Linked DNA regions of Sus scrofa: regions 1, 2, 3 and 5 are each linked to region 4. The links are chromatin contacts, called in public HiChIP or PLAC-seq and promoter capture Hi-C maps. All regions are on one chromosome and are shown on one strand. Each heading gives the region's core, a stretch centred on a gene start, on an enhancer-like site or on the middle of the called end of the contact. The rest is flanking DNA. Distances are from core to core; before and after follow the strand shown. Region 1 holds the start of TXNDC11 (thioredoxin domain-containing protein 11). Region 2 holds the start of SNN (stannin). Region 3 holds the start of RSL1D1 (ribosomal L1 domain-containing protein 1). Region 4 holds the start of DEXI (dexamethasone-induced protein). Region 5 holds the start of GSPT1 (eukaryotic peptide chain release factor GTP-binding subunit ERF3A).

Evidence for each region. Promoter capture Hi-C pulls out the DNA fragments that hold promoters and counts their contacts. HiChIP or PLAC-seq counts read pairs in DNA pulled down with a chosen protein or histone mark.
Region 1: a contact with region 4 is called in an H3K27ac HiChIP or PLAC-seq map of alveolar macrophages. The contact joins the promoter of TXNDC11 here to the promoter of DEXI in region 4. A contact is called at or near these places in 1 of 5 promoter capture datasets (fetal skeletal muscle) and 1 of 2 datasets of contacts at active chromatin or transcription factors (alveolar macrophages).
Region 2: a promoter capture Hi-C map of liver shows a contact between it and region 4, with 8 times the contacts expected there. The contact joins the promoter of SNN here to the promoter of DEXI in region 4. A contact is called at or near these places in 2 of 5 promoter capture datasets (fetal skeletal muscle and liver) and 2 of 2 datasets of contacts at active chromatin or transcription factors (alveolar macrophages and skeletal muscle).
Region 3: a contact with region 4 is called in a promoter capture Hi-C map of liver, with 5 times the contacts expected there. The contact joins the promoter of RSL1D1 here to the promoter of DEXI in region 4. A contact is called at or near these places in 1 of 5 promoter capture datasets (liver) and 1 of 2 datasets of contacts at active chromatin or transcription factors (skeletal muscle).
Region 5: a contact with region 4 is called in a promoter capture Hi-C map of liver, with 4 times the contacts expected there. The contact joins the promoter of GSPT1 here to the promoter of DEXI in region 4. A contact is called at or near these places in 2 of 5 promoter capture datasets (fetal liver and liver), 1 of 47 Hi-C or Micro-C datasets (liver) and 2 of 2 datasets of contacts at active chromatin or transcription factors (alveolar macrophages and skeletal muscle).

Annotation. Positions count from the first base shown.
Region 1 is chr3:31,375,202-31,377,901 of Sscrofa11.1, reverse strand. TXNDC11 (thioredoxin domain-containing protein 11) reads right to left here and starts at 1,384. Exons shown (of 12, transcript XM_021086601.1): 1 at 987-1,384. The coding sequence starts at 1,231.
Region 2 is chr3:31,454,059-31,456,758 of Sscrofa11.1, reverse strand. It overlaps SNN (stannin), which reads left to right and starts at 1,332. Exons shown (of 2, transcript XM_005662128.3): 1 at 1,332-1,479. It overlaps LOC106509692 (a long non-coding RNA gene), which reads right to left and starts at 1,188. Exons shown (of 3, transcript XR_001307467.2): 1 at 1,063-1,188.
Region 3 is chr3:31,276,979-31,279,678 of Sscrofa11.1, reverse strand. It overlaps RSL1D1 (ribosomal L1 domain-containing protein 1), which reads right to left and starts at 1,285. Exons shown (of 9, transcript XM_021086592.1): 1 at 705-1,285. The coding sequence starts at 806.
Region 4 is chr3:32,158,843-32,161,542 of Sscrofa11.1, reverse strand. It overlaps DEXI (dexamethasone-induced protein), which reads right to left and starts at 1,321. Exons shown (of 2, transcript XM_003124598.4): 1 at 368-1,321. The coding sequence starts at 801. The coding sequence ends at 514.
Region 5 is chr3:31,235,880-31,238,579 of Sscrofa11.1, reverse strand. It overlaps GSPT1 (eukaryotic peptide chain release factor GTP-binding subunit ERF3A), which reads right to left and starts at 1,425. Exons shown (of 15, transcript XM_021086589.1): 1 at 730-1,425. The coding sequence starts at 1,087. LOC102166437 (a long non-coding RNA gene) reads left to right here and starts at 1,214. Exons shown (of 2, transcript XR_002342422.1): 1 at 1,214-1,780.

The DNA of each region.
Region 1 (2,700 bases), core at 135-2,634, 780 kb after region 4:
CTCTTTGACAACACGGGCCACATACTATGCTTTAACAGACTCAGTAAAAATGTTCCAAGTTGAAATCTTCCTCTTGGCTAATATGCCATAGATTTATAAATTGGAGTCCCAGGAGATACACTGTGGACTGAAGAGTCCAAAAGCACTCCTGAAATTTAAAGTAAATTTTCTATTTGTGTACTTTCCCAAAGAGTGACAGATTAACTTTCTTTTTTCCTGCTCATGACGGCTCCAGCCTTCTCAGGCCTTCCTACCAGCGCCAGGAAAAGAGCGGTCTTCTCCAGCCTCAGGACCTTTGCACCTGCTGTTCCTCAATCTCCCCCATGCTGGCTCCCTTTCCCTTCTTGGGTGAGTTTCCTAGGTAGCTCCTTTAGGAAGGCCTTTCTGCTCCACCCTCATGGCTTCCATTCCCTGCACAGCACTTGGTGAAGTCCTTTAGAATTATATCGTTTATTTGTCTACTGCCTGTACCACCCCCAGGAATGGAGATCAGGGACTTTTACCGTCATTGTTCACCTGAATGAGCGCTCCGCACATGGCAGGTGCGGATAAATAATCGTTAGACCGATGAGTGCATGAATTCTCAACGTCCGGGACGCTAAAGGGTGTCTGTGCCTACCAAAGGGAGATAAAACTGACAACGAAAGAGGGTCCTAGAGCCAGGGCAGGAGTGACAGGTGCACCCCCAAGAAACCCCAACAGGTGACAAGCAGCTCAGAGCCTGGCCCACCTTCCTCGGTACTAAAATGGGGCGCCAGGCAGCAGCCCCACACCTCGCCAAAGCGCTGGCTGCCCGTGGAGAAGGGAAAGCGGCGGGCATGACCGCATGCTTCAGGAAGGTCAAGTCCATTCCTCCAGGCAAAGTCAGGCTCTACTTCCCCGGAGGCCGCTACGATCCACGACCCTGAGGCCCCAAGGCGGCCACGCGCCGCAGGACAGGCCGAGGGGGCGCCGGGCCGGGGACCGGGGGTTGTGAGCCGCCTCACCTGCAGGTAAACTTGAGAGCGAGGAGTAGCGCGCAGCCGAGTGCCACGGCCCCGCAGAGCAGCTCGGGCCGCCGGCGCGCCATGAGGGAGGCGCCGTGCAGCCCGCGACGGAGCCTGCCCTCCGAGGACGAAGCCGGGGCCGGGCTGAGGAAGCCGGAGCCCGCGGGGCCGCCGCCACCGCCACCCTCGTCCGCGGCGTCGTCGCTGCTGCTGCTGCCGCTGCCGCGGCCTCCGCATTCCGACATTACATGCTCCCCGTCGCCGGCTTTATACCGTCGCCACCAATGCAGCCTCGGGCCGGAGGACCCGGCCCGGCCCGTCGCTCCCCAATCCCGCAGCCCGCAGCGCCAGCTAACCCTGAACCTCCACGTCAGCCCCGTTGCCGCGGCGCTGCCCGCCCCAGCGCAGGCGGCTCCGCCCCCGGCCGCGGAGTCTGCGCGGCCATCACCCAAGCCCCGCCCCCGAAGAGCCACGCCCCTCGCTCACGGAGTCTGCGCCGATACCCTCCCACCCTCCCCCGCGGGCACCGTCGCCGACGTAAGCTCGTCCCATAGGCCCCGCCCCCGTCCCTGGAGTCTGCGAGGGCGCTCGGGTGCCGTGTGCTCAGGCCCTTTTTACCCCCGCCCCTCCCCCCCCAGCCCCGGGCCACTGAGTCTGAGCCTAGCCTCGGGGCTGCTCCCACGCCAGGTCCAACCCTAATAAAAGCAGCCCAGCGCTCCCAGGGTCACCCGTTCGGCCCTGTGATTTTTAAGAGCCCTGATGGTGACAGCAGGCGTGCTTGCTGGTGTCACTACAGGCCCCAGAGGACGGAGGTGCCATTTATTCTCCCCGCTTAACGGAAGGAAAACGCGTTCAGGATGGAGAAGTGCCCTGGGATCCAGGAGTGAGGCTGGAGAGGTCGTGACCTCGGTTTACACATCTGTGAAATGGGTGATATCAGAACCGCCCGCACAGAGCTGCCTTGAGGGTTAAGTGAATTGATGGAAACTGCCAGGCCTATAGTGCGTGCTCAATAAATCTCAGTGCCTGTTGTCTCCCAGTGTCCATTTCCTGCACCAGAGAAGTGCCCTGCACCTGAGCACCATCTCCCCACACCACAGCTCTGGGAGCAGAGGCTCTGGGCACCTACTCACTTGACAGCTGGGAAAACCAAGGCTTGAAAGAGCCACTTGGCTGTGGCCACAAAGCTAGTAGGCCAGGAATTCAGACCCAACGGCAATTTGGTTAACAAACCCCTTCAGCGACCCACTGCCGTCCACAAATCCTCTAACTCTAAAAGCTCCTCTCTAAATAAGTTTTGTGGAGTTCCCATTGTGGCCCAGCAGAAAGGAACCTAACTAGTATCCTTGAGGATGTGGGTTCGATCCCTGGCCTTGCTCAGTGGGTTAAGGATCCAGCGTTGACATGAGCTGTGGTGTAGGTCACAGAGGCAGCTCGGATCCCACGTTACTGTGGCTATAGTGTAGGCTGGTGGCTATAGCTCCAATTCCACCCCTATGCTGGAATTCCATATGCTGCACCTGCAGCCCTAAAAAGCAAATAAATGTTTTTGATTAAAAATGACAAGTCGGGGAAGGATGAATTAATTGTGATTTGAGAGTGACAGGAAGGGATTGCTTCCCTGAGTGAGACAGGTGTACCTGGAGCTAAGAGAATGTCCATAATTACCCAATTGCTGGGGCCACAGAGCTAGACTTCACTTCTGCTGTCAACA
Region 2 (2,700 bases), core at 83-2,582, 700 kb after region 4:
GGGAGCCAGCCTGGAACCGGAGAGCCCTCTGCCTCTCTGTCCACTCTTACTTAACCCTCAACTCACCTCCTGGTGCTGGCCATGTGGCTAGGGTGCAGTCTGCCCATTCATTCATTCATTCAATACCCACACATCACAGGCACTTGCAAGTGTACAATTCTGCACGGCATAACAAAGGCCGGAGAATAACAAAGGGGACTGTGCTGGGTGGAGATGAGGGAGGGAACAGCACAGGTAAAGGCCCAGGGATGGGAAACAGCTTGGTGCCTTGGAAAGAGGATGGCGAGACCCGCGAAGCTAGAGCGGAGGGAGTAAGGTGAGCCTGGCCTCCAGGGCCTGGAGAACTGGGCCCTCCACCTTCTCCCAGAAGGTTCTGCTTGAGGCTGGCGAAGATATTCCCACCCAAGACTCCCAGCTCCCAGGATGAGGGGCTCCACCTGCACACTCCTGCCTTCCAGGGAGCCTGGGCCACAGAGGCCTTGCCCCTCTTATGGGCCCCCAGCGGGCCACCAGGGGGAGTGTCCTCCTGCTGGACTGGCTTCTTGAGTGAACAAGTGGACTAACCGTCTGTAATTGCCTGAATCCTGCCTTCACTACATGTGGGCTGGGGCACTTCAGCCCTTTGAAGCCTCAACTGCAAAATGAACAGCTCTTCCTTTCTCAGCTATCTCGTGGAAATGCGCTGGGAGGTCAGTACAGGGCGTGGCACTTGGTGAGGGTCCTACTCGCGGGGTTATTACGTTCATAGCCACGACTGTAAGAGGCCAAGGGGCTGCAAATTGCCCACAGCTTCAGCCTGCAGCAGAATGAGAGCTCCCTGAGGGCAGGCTCCTTGTCTGTCTCGTTCGTGGTTATTCTCGTGAGCACTGGGGCACGCAGCGCATGATCAGTGTTTTATCAATGTTGAATGGATGGATGGATGATGAATTAAAAACTAAGAAGCGAGTGAATGACCCGCTCTCTCCCCAAGGAAGGACGTTTAACTCAGAGGTCCTGCCTCTCTTTTGCTCCTGCCCAGGATTCTGCCGCTCCCTGCTTCCGGGAACCACGCCACACTCTTACCTGCTGAGCGCCCCGGTTTTCCCCTCTGTAAGCGGGCGGCAGTACGAGCAGCCTACGAGGGGACGGAAGGAGGGCTCCCGGCCCGGGGCCCCGCACCCACCCGCGCCCAATCCGCGCGCGCTGCGGCCGAACCCGCCCCCCGCCCCCAGTTATGCCAGCTGCGCTCAGCCCCCGCCCCGCGCGCACGTGACCCCATCCCGGCCCGGCCCGCCCAGCCGTCCCAGCGCGAGCTCCTATTGGCTTCGCCAGGAGGGCCACGCCCCCGTCCGGGGCGGAGCCGGAGACGCCCCGCCCGCCGCAGAGCGGGGCTTCTGCGTCCAGACCGTGAGAGGCGGCGGGACCGGGCTAGCTGGCGGGCGGAGCCGGGCCCGCCGGGCTGCTGCGGGGCGATCGGGCCGGGCTGCGGACGGCGCCATGGTGAGCGGGGCGCCGGGTGGACCGTGCGCTCAGGCTGGGCGGGAGGCTGTAGGAGGGGAAGGGAGAGCCCCGGATGGGGTGGGGGCGCGCGCGCGCGCGGGGCGGCTCGGCCGCGGGCGGGGGGTCTCTGAGGCGGGGGAGGGGCAGCTCGGGCGGGGGCGCGGCTTGGGGGGAGGGTCTGTTCCGGGGGGCCGCGCCCGCGGGCGGGGGTTCTTTGTCCGCTGAGCTGCGGCGAGATCGGGACAAAGGAGGCGTCGGGGGGCGGCGACGGCTTTGCGGGGGAGCGGGTGTCTCCCCCTGCACGATGCGTGCCCCCCATCGCGGCCCACAGTTCCGCACCCCAGACCGGCCTCAGGGCTCCTCGGTACACTTAGGGATTTTTAGAAATAACAGGAGGCGGGTTCCTGGCAGCCCCCGGGGTGGTCAGGAGGACTCCATGGGTTGGGGTGGGGGTCCTGGCAACGTCTGGCGCCCAATTCGCTGGTGGAGAAACTGAGGACGGGTTGCGGTGTTTGGTGCCCAGTTCCGTCGGCAGTGACTGCGCGGCGTGGGCATGACTGGGTCTCGTGGTGCCCCGTTCCCCCAACCCCCCCCTCCAGTCGAGCATACTGGAGTTGCCTCTCCAGCTGTCTTTCCCCCTCCAGCTGTCGCCCCCTGGGCCAACCCCTTCCTCCCTCCAGCCTCGCTTAGCTCTTTGGTAGTGTCGAGGAGACGACGGAAGCGCCTGGCCAGGTTAAATGAGACGGTGCGTGGAGCGCGCCTGGCACCTTGCCTGCACGTCGCTCGCGCTTGGCACTCGGGAGCTGTGCGGACGCTTGTCATCTCGTGTCCCCAGCATAGAGTTCTGGGTCCCAGTCACCCAGCCTGATCCAATGGAGGGGAACTGGGGTTCATCTGTCCCCCTTGACCCCTCAGGCACGGGAGTGGGGAGAGGGAGGGTTGTCAATAACATGAGGTTTTAGTATCCGTGTTGAAGTCCGGGATTCTGGATCCAGGCTGCCTGGGTTTGAATCCCTGCGCAGTTACTTTTGAGCTGTGTGACCTTGGGCAATCGACTTAACTTCTCTGAGCCACAGATTCTTTATCTGCTGAGTGGCATAGTAATGACTCTAGGGTTGTTTTGAGCCTGAAAGAAGGTGATCTGTGAGAAGTGTTTAGTCCAGTGTCTGGCACATAGTAATCATTGCCAACTTTTGTCGGTCATCTGCGGTTATTACCAAA
Region 3 (2,700 bases), core at 36-2,535, 880 kb after region 4:
ATACACAAAGGAGTTAAATCACAATCGAACTTGGCAGTCACCCCCTCCCCAGAATTTGCCTCTGTTCAAATTCTATTTTAGTAGGTAACCTCCACAACCATATCAATTAGGATCCTGCAATGTGTAATCAGAGGAATGTAGCCATTTAAGTATCCGCTAATAGCATCGTCTACAGAAAAGCGCCTCTCCTACATAAAACAGAGTCAGCTGGGAAACAGATTCCCCTGCACTCGATCAAGAAAGCAATAATTCCAGAAAAAGCGCAGTACACCTGCATCGAGCATTTCCTGAGCGATTATCATGTGCCAGGCCCTTGGTTACGGTGCTTTACGTGGATCACCTCCTCTGACTCTGGAGAGAAGGGAGGAGGGCAGCAGAGCCTATTTTAAATACGAAGTAACCGAGGCTTGTAAAATCAGGCGACTTGGCCAAAGTCAAAAGGCGGGGAAGCAGAGCCGGGTGGGCCTCATCCCAGACCCTAAATTCTAACTGCAACCCACTCAAGAGAGCCAGCCGCTGGGCTGGGCGAGGCAGACGCCTACCAGCGTGTACAAAGGAGCCGGCAAGCCGAGGGCACAGCGACAGAGATACCCTCCCAAAGACCCAGAGCCGTCCACCAAGGCGGGGAGCAAGCACTCGGCACCCCGCGCCTCAAAGGCCACGGCCACTCTGCTTCGAAATCCCCCTCCCCAGGGAACGCTTACCTGCTCTTCATTCAGCTGCTCGAGTGAGGCGGGGGTCGTTACAGTCGAAGACGAAGTTGCGGTTGAAGCAGCGGACGCCGGGGTAGAAGCCGAGCCCTCCATTACGCCTTCACCTCGTGCGGTCTAGCGCGCGTTATCTCGGCAGCGGCTCCCCGTGCGCACGCGCGAATCCAAGCCCGTAGCCGGAAGCCGGGGGGCGGAGACGGGGTCATTGCGTCACTTCCGGGGGCGAGTGGGCCGTGCCCCCTGTTGTCGCAGCGTGAGGGTTTGGCGGGCGCCTGCAAATTGGCGAGGTCGCTCAGCCTGCGGTATGAGTTTTATTCTGAGGAGCTACCTCTCCTCACCTTGGCTCCCGGTTTTCGTGAGGTGCTGGGAGCAGCCTGGCGACACTTCGCTCTCGCTCTTCCGAGTGAGAAGTCGAGCGAGCGCCCGGAGGCAGGAGAGGAGTCCTGTCTACCCAGCCAGTGGGGACAACCGCTTTCCGTGGACCTCGACTTTGGGCAGGCGGCGTGGGGTATGGGGAGCGCGGGGAGTCTTGGCCCCACCACCCACCTGCTGCTGCCCAGCCAGCGTCCACCGCAAGAGTGGTGGGCACTTCCCCACCGGCTAGTGACGATTCCGTGGACTCGTGCACAGGAAACACCTGACGCATGGTTAAGCGGTGGGGGCCCGAACGATGGGCAGGAGCCAGTCTCTTGAGCTTTGGGGCTCCCAGAGGCGGGAGCTAAGAACATGTACATATAAAACTGCAGGCTGGAGAACTGGAGGTCTCCCTCCGTCCCCGCATCCCCAGAGGTAATCACTGTTACCTGTGTGTCCCGGAACCTTCCAGGGATGTTCCAGGTATGTTTAGGAAATACTTACACTTTTTTCTCTTTGCGAATGGCTGAGTTTCAATTTATTTTATTTTATTTTATTTTATTTATTTAGTCTTTTTGCTATTTCTTTGGGCCGCTTCCGTGGCATATGGAGGTTCCCAGGCTAGGGGTTGAATCGGAGCTGTAGCCACCGGCCAGAGCCACAGCAACACAGGATCCGAGCCGCGTCTGCAACCTACACCACAGCTCATGGCAACGCCGGATCGTTAACCCACTGAGCAAGGGCAGGGACGGAACCCGCAACCTCATGGTTCCTAGTCGGATTCGTTAACCACTGTGCCACGACGGGAATTCCTGAGTTTCAATTTAAATTTTTTTTTTTGTAAACATAAGTGGTAGCCTATATACCCATTGTTCTGTGCATTGCCCTTTCCTCTTTGTAAATCTTGGAAGTTGTTAAAGTCAGTACTTAATGCTCTGCCTCTTTTTTTTAAGGGCTGTATGGCCGTTCACCACGTAGATAAAAGTTTATTTAGGAGCTTTTTGATGGATGTCCAGTGTGGTTCTTTTTGCAAGTAGCTACGAATATTCCAGGTGAAAGACTGGAAGTAGGAGGCTTTCTGTGTCAGTTGCTTTCAAAGAAATGCTCCTGGAAGTTCCCATCGCATCTCAGAGGTAATGAACCCAGCTAGTATCCATGAGGATGCAGGTTCCATCCCAGGCCTCGCTCAGTGCATTAAGGATCTGGTGTTGCCCTGAGCTGTGATGTAGGTCAGATGTGGCTTGGATCCCGGGTTGCTGTGGCGCAGGGCGGTGGCTACAGTTCCAATTCGACCCCTAGCCTGGGAACTTCCATATGCCACCACTGGCTGCCCTAAAAAGACAAAAAAAAAAAAGCTCCTTCCATATTGCCAAAGCTGGAGGAAGGGGTGTTCTGCTGCTAATCTCTCATTACTGACTCTGTCTTTAACCAAAAACTTGTGGGAGAAATGTTCTTAAATCTTTGGCATCTACTCCCACTTGTCTTTTCTAGAATTTAGCACAAGATGGAATTCCTTTCAGCACAATGCTGTGGATGGTTACATGAGCCTTCATGTAGCATGTTTCCTAGGATTCTGAAAAGATCATCAGGGTTAGGGTTAGGGTTAGGGGTTAGGGTTAGGGTTGTCAGATGTTGT
Region 4 (2,700 bases), core at 72-2,571:
CCAAAGCCAAGGTCACCATCAAGACAGGTTAAGGATGGGGGGAGGAGTTGACAGGTCTGCCTTAAATGGATTTGGGTGCAAAGGCTTTTCCCACAAGTTTTGGCACTTGGTACTATGGCTAACCAAGATGCCACTTAGGTCCTGCCTCCCTTCCCTTCTTCACCAGCTGTAAGCCTTGCTAAGGGGAAGCTTTCCTGCCCTAAGAGTCTCAAAAGAGTCCAGCCATTCCTGGCATCCAAACAGACCTAGGGGAAGTGGATGGAGGAATCAAAAGTCTGGGGTAGGGTTGTGTGTCCGGCTTGGGATGCCTCCCTCTTCCTAGCCAGCGCCCCAACCCGCCCTCATCCTGCGCAGAGAGGGCACTTACAGGCCTTGGAGGCCGGAGAGGGCCTCGTCCTGGGGGTCCCATCCCTGGCCTGACGGTGCCCTCAACCAGCAGCGGCAGCATGATCTAGGCGCTGGTCCAGGTCGAGGGTTGCGGGTCGTAGGGGGAGCGGGGGACAGCAGCCAAGCCTACTCCAAGTAACCATCGAAGACGTCGAGCTCCGAATCGGCATCGTAGAGGCCCGAGCCGGGGTCAGAGAGCACGCCGAGGTCCACGAGCGCCTGGTCCATGTCCTCGGGCAGGAAGACTAGGCCCACGTTAAGGACGATGTACTCCATGAGAAAGGCGTAGTATAGGATCAGCACATTGACGAAAAAAAGGCCCACGTAGAACATAGAGGGTAGCAGCGGCGGCGGCACGGAGGGGACCAGGGGGCCCAGCGCGTCCAGGTGGGCCGCGACCCGGGCGCCGGGCATGCAGGGGGCGGCGAGGGCGGCAGCAGCCCGGCGATCTCAGCGAGCTCAGCCGCTGCGGCGCCCGGCCAGCCGGCGAGCGGGCAGCTCAGCCATCCAGGGCCGCCCCGGGGCTGGCCGAGGCGGCGCTGGGCCCCGGCGGTGCCCCGGGGGATGTGCGTTGGCCCCTGCAGACGCACCCGGGCCCCCGAAACGTGCCAGGCGGGTCACCCCACCCCCAGAGGTGCCCACACGGCCCTGTAGATCTGCCCAGCGGTCAGGCGGATCCCCCTGAAGTAGCCGGCGGCTGCCCGGCTCCTCCGATGTGTCCCGCTCGCGCTCACGGGCCCTCGCAGCGCCTGCGGGGACCCTCGCCGCGGGTCATCTCAAGGGCCAGTCCCGGCGGCGGTCTCTTCAGCCGCGCCCAGCCGTTCCTCGAGCCCTCTCCGCGCCCCCGAAGGCCCAGCGCCCATAGCTGCGGCCGCCGCGTCGCTCTCCTGGTCGCATTCCGAGCACCGCCTCCGGAGCAGCCCCGCGCTGATTGGCCCGCCGCCCCAGCCTGCGCTGATTGGTAACCTCAAAGCCAACACTGATTGGCCCGAGCCGTCAGATGGGCGGGTACCTCCGCGCTCCGCCCCTCGAGGTGCTGGCTGCTGAGTTTCTTTCCTAGTTCCGGACTCAGAGCAGATCTGGAATACAATTTTCTCAGTGAATCCGCGACGGAGTAGGGGGAAGGGAAAGAGTTAGAACACATTTCAAACCTAGACGTATCCTAAGGCTACCAAAACTGAGGGAAACCTTGGTTTCATTAGCACCTGCTGGATTTGAGTATTGGCGCCAAGCCTTTTTGGGAGTCAATTTACCAGTTGAAAAAAGAGGCAGGGTCGGGGCGGTGGACCTTACCAGTGAAAATTTTGGATTTCCCTGAAGTGGCAAATTGTCCTCGGTGGGGAAGATCGACCAGTCCCCTTCATCTCTCCAAATTCTGGCTGCTGGAAGGTCCAGCCCCGCGGTACGGGGCGGGATGGGAGTGGGGGGAATCTGCGTAATAAGGCAGGTCAGGTCTGCAGCAGGAGAATTGCTTCTTGTTTTTACTTTGAGAAACTTGTTTTAAAGCAGTAATAATGCACGTGGTTTTAACCAAGAAATACACAGAAAAGTAATTTCCCTCTGATTCCCCTCCTCAGGGGCAACACCTGTACATCCACCAAGCAACTGATCTTGCCCAAAGCACCCTCCAAAGCAGTTAAGCAGGCCACACTGAGCTGGGTGCTTTACATGCATTGCTTAATTGCAGCCAGATGGGGAAGTGTAGTATGTCATCCCTTTCTACAGACGAGAAAACTGAGAAACAGAAGGACTCTGGAAGCTTCTGGGCCTGTGGGTGTTTGGAGGACAGAACCTGCCCTATTTTCTCCATGACTGTCTCTTGCTCCTTTAGGTGAACTGCAGAGCAAACCATTAATCCTCCAACTGGTGAAAATGAAACAAACTGTCATTCATTTATTCACTCTGCCAACACTTGTTGAACACCTATTATGTGCCAAACTTTGTGCTAGGCATTGGGGAGAACATTGGCTTCTTAGTCCAATTCTGTCCTAAGCGACACAGTAGACCTTTGATAACTATGAGGTGTAGAAATGAATACATAGGAAAAAAATTGCCTCCACAAAATTTCTCCCTCCTAATCCAGAAGAGAAATGTAGATACATCTTGGCTGGTGTAGGAAGCTGGGTATTTCCTTATTTTTAAAAACGTGGTTGTTTTGGAAATGGTATGGATTTTGGGTGAAGACCAGAGAACTCTGAAAGTACAGGACGTTCAATTTTGGTACATTGTTGCTTGAAGGCCTTTCAATATTTATTTTTTAATTTTAGTAGAAAAAGAAAAGTTGTGAGGATAATTCAGACTGTTACCAATTTG
Region 5 (2,700 bases), core at 176-2,675, 920 kb after region 4:
ACTTTAATGTTAAGTGAGAAACGAACTCTGTGACATCTGTGAACTCCACAAGCTTACAAAATGCTAAGAGTGAAAAAAGATCTATTGATAGCCAACTGTTTCTGCCGGATCGCAAGACTGCAATGCATCCTGGGATTCCTTCAGGATGGTTCCGTGCCATAGATATTTAAAACGTAATTACAGTTTCAATAACAGAAATCGCGGCGAGACGCTCTCTCGTCTAGACCGAGGTGAAGGGAAAACTCCAGCATTCGTCCTCCCCAAGCCCTCAGCGCTCTCGACAACCACCCGACCGACCCTAGGCTCCATCTGTCCTCATTTCTAGGCCTCGTGGCACTGTCCAGCGGCGGTCCCCCTCCGTCCCATACGGTCCCCACTTCCAGCGGGGAAGTGGGGCCCCACGGAAAAAGAGGCCGGCCGCGGGTCTCGGGCCTTCGGCCCCAGTGGTGTGCCCCGCACGCTGCTCCCACCCCGCCCGGCCCTCCACCGCCGCCACCCTGCGCAGGCCGCCACCCTGGCCCCGGGGCGCCCCACCCAGGACAGCCGGCGCCGCTGTCAGCTCCCCACGTGCCGCCTGGCCCCACGACCACGCGCCTCTGGCCTGGCGCGCTCCCGACCCCACTCCGATCCCCATCCCAGGTGGGCTCAGGCTCCCAGGCCGGCTGCTCCTGTCCTCCCCGCCCGGCTTCCTCCCGCAACCCAGGAAAGAGCGGCGTCCCGGCCTTTTACCCGAAGGGCCTCCCGCGCCGCTGCCGGCTCCGTGGTTGTTGGCGGCGGCGCCAGCTGGGGGTGCTGACGGCTGGGCCGGGCCCCGCAGGAAGGACGGCACGAACTCCGCGGCGTGGACGTTGGGCACGAAGGGCTTGGCGTTGACGTTGAGTTGCCGGCTGAAGGCCGCGCTGAGGTGCTCACGCTGGGCCTCGGCCGCCGCCGCTGCCAAAGGGCCGCCGGCGCCGCCGCACGGTCCCGGTCCGGGGGCTTCCATGTCCGCCTGGTCCCAGCAATCCGGTGCCGAGTCGCTGCTGCTGCTGCCGCTGCTGCTCCCACCTCCTCCGCCACCGCCGCCGCCACCACTGCCCGGATCCATGATCGGGGGGGCCGTGTGTGTGGTGAAGAGAGGGCGGGAAATGGAGGCGGGGGCGATGGGCCGGGGTGGAGCAGGCCGCGCTGAGCCCGGGAAGCTGCGAGGCAGAGAGGCTGGGAGAGCTAACTACACAATCTCCGGCGTCGTCGCGGCAGCACCTTTAATCCCGGCTTCGCACTCGCAACGACGACCGCGGCGGCAGCAACGGCTCAACCCTCCTCGTGTGTGCTAGCAGATCTCCTCCCACCCAACCCCAACCACCTCCAACCACCTCCGACCGCCTCAGCGCCAACCCCACGCCTGGTGCGAATTGACCCCTCGCCGCCACCCGTACCTTCGCCTCGGTAGTTTTCGGCTCCGGCCGGCCCCGTTTCCGGCTACGAGTCGCGGCGAAGGCGGAACTACGAGTTCCGGCAGCACCCGCGCGACCCCGCTGCGGTTTTCCCGGGGGCCGACGGGAGTCGGAGTTCGGGGCCGGGAGCAACCGGAAGCGGCGCCGTCTCCCGGCAGGCAGCGCGAGAAGGCGGAGGTTTGGTCACCTCTCAGCGGCCCCACCTGTCACCGGGTGGGGGCCGGGGTAGGAGCGAGCCCTGGCGCGACTTCTCGCGGGGCCGCGGACTGCAGGTCTCTCAGCCCACGGGGGTGTCCGCTCTGTCCTTCCGCACTGGACGCGGGAAAACGGACAGCAGATCTAAGGTGGAAAGAAAAGCTTTCAACTCCTGAAAATTCCTTCTCTTTTCACCAGCCCTCTGTGTTCCCTGCCTCACAGCCTCCCTACCTTGTTCTCTTTCTTTCCACCTTCCTCCTCCCCGCCCCCAGCCAGAATTTGCCCCACATTTCAAAGACGACGCGGGGTGTCTTTCATTTTTTGTATTCACTTGGTGGACGAGACCATAAAACCGTGAGACATGACAACTTGAACTGTAGAGTGGCTTGTAAAGCGCTCGGGCCCAGGCTCTGCCTCGGCAGAGGGGATTATTAACTGGAAACTTACAATGACTCACTGCCTGTATGACTAGTCATAAAGCCTTCACCCAAACTTTTCCATCCCTTCCTCCTCCCTGCCAAGGGCTTTGCAAACCAAACAGAGGATTGCCGTATTCCATGATGTAGCCAACTAACAGGGTTATTTTTGTGCGTCCAACTTCGTTTGCACCCTTAGGTGAAGTGGTTTTCTTTTGAAGGGTAGGATTTGCTCAGGTTTTGCCTTAGTACTTTATTGACTGCGTCTCATGCGGCCAGGTCGCGGTTCGGTAAACCCAGGAAAAGAGAAAAAGTGAAAGATAAAAACCTAGACCCAACTGCTTGAAGTGGGAAAATAGCCTTGTTCTTAATACCTGTTAAGTTCTCCTGTAATTCACCGTTACGGAGCCCAAAACAGAGAAAAACATATTGTTGATATTTTCCTGCTAGAAGTCTAGACAGAGGGCCAGTCTAGCAGAGTGTCATTTATCTGCTAGAAATTACAGAGTACAGTCTGTACAGAGAACACACAAAGATATTTCTTAAAAACCTTATGTTAAGCTCCAAAACCTAAATCTAGGTATTAATTTTAAACATCTATTTTAAAGATAAAAGAACTCAGCCTAATGAGACAAATCACAACAGAGCTGTCT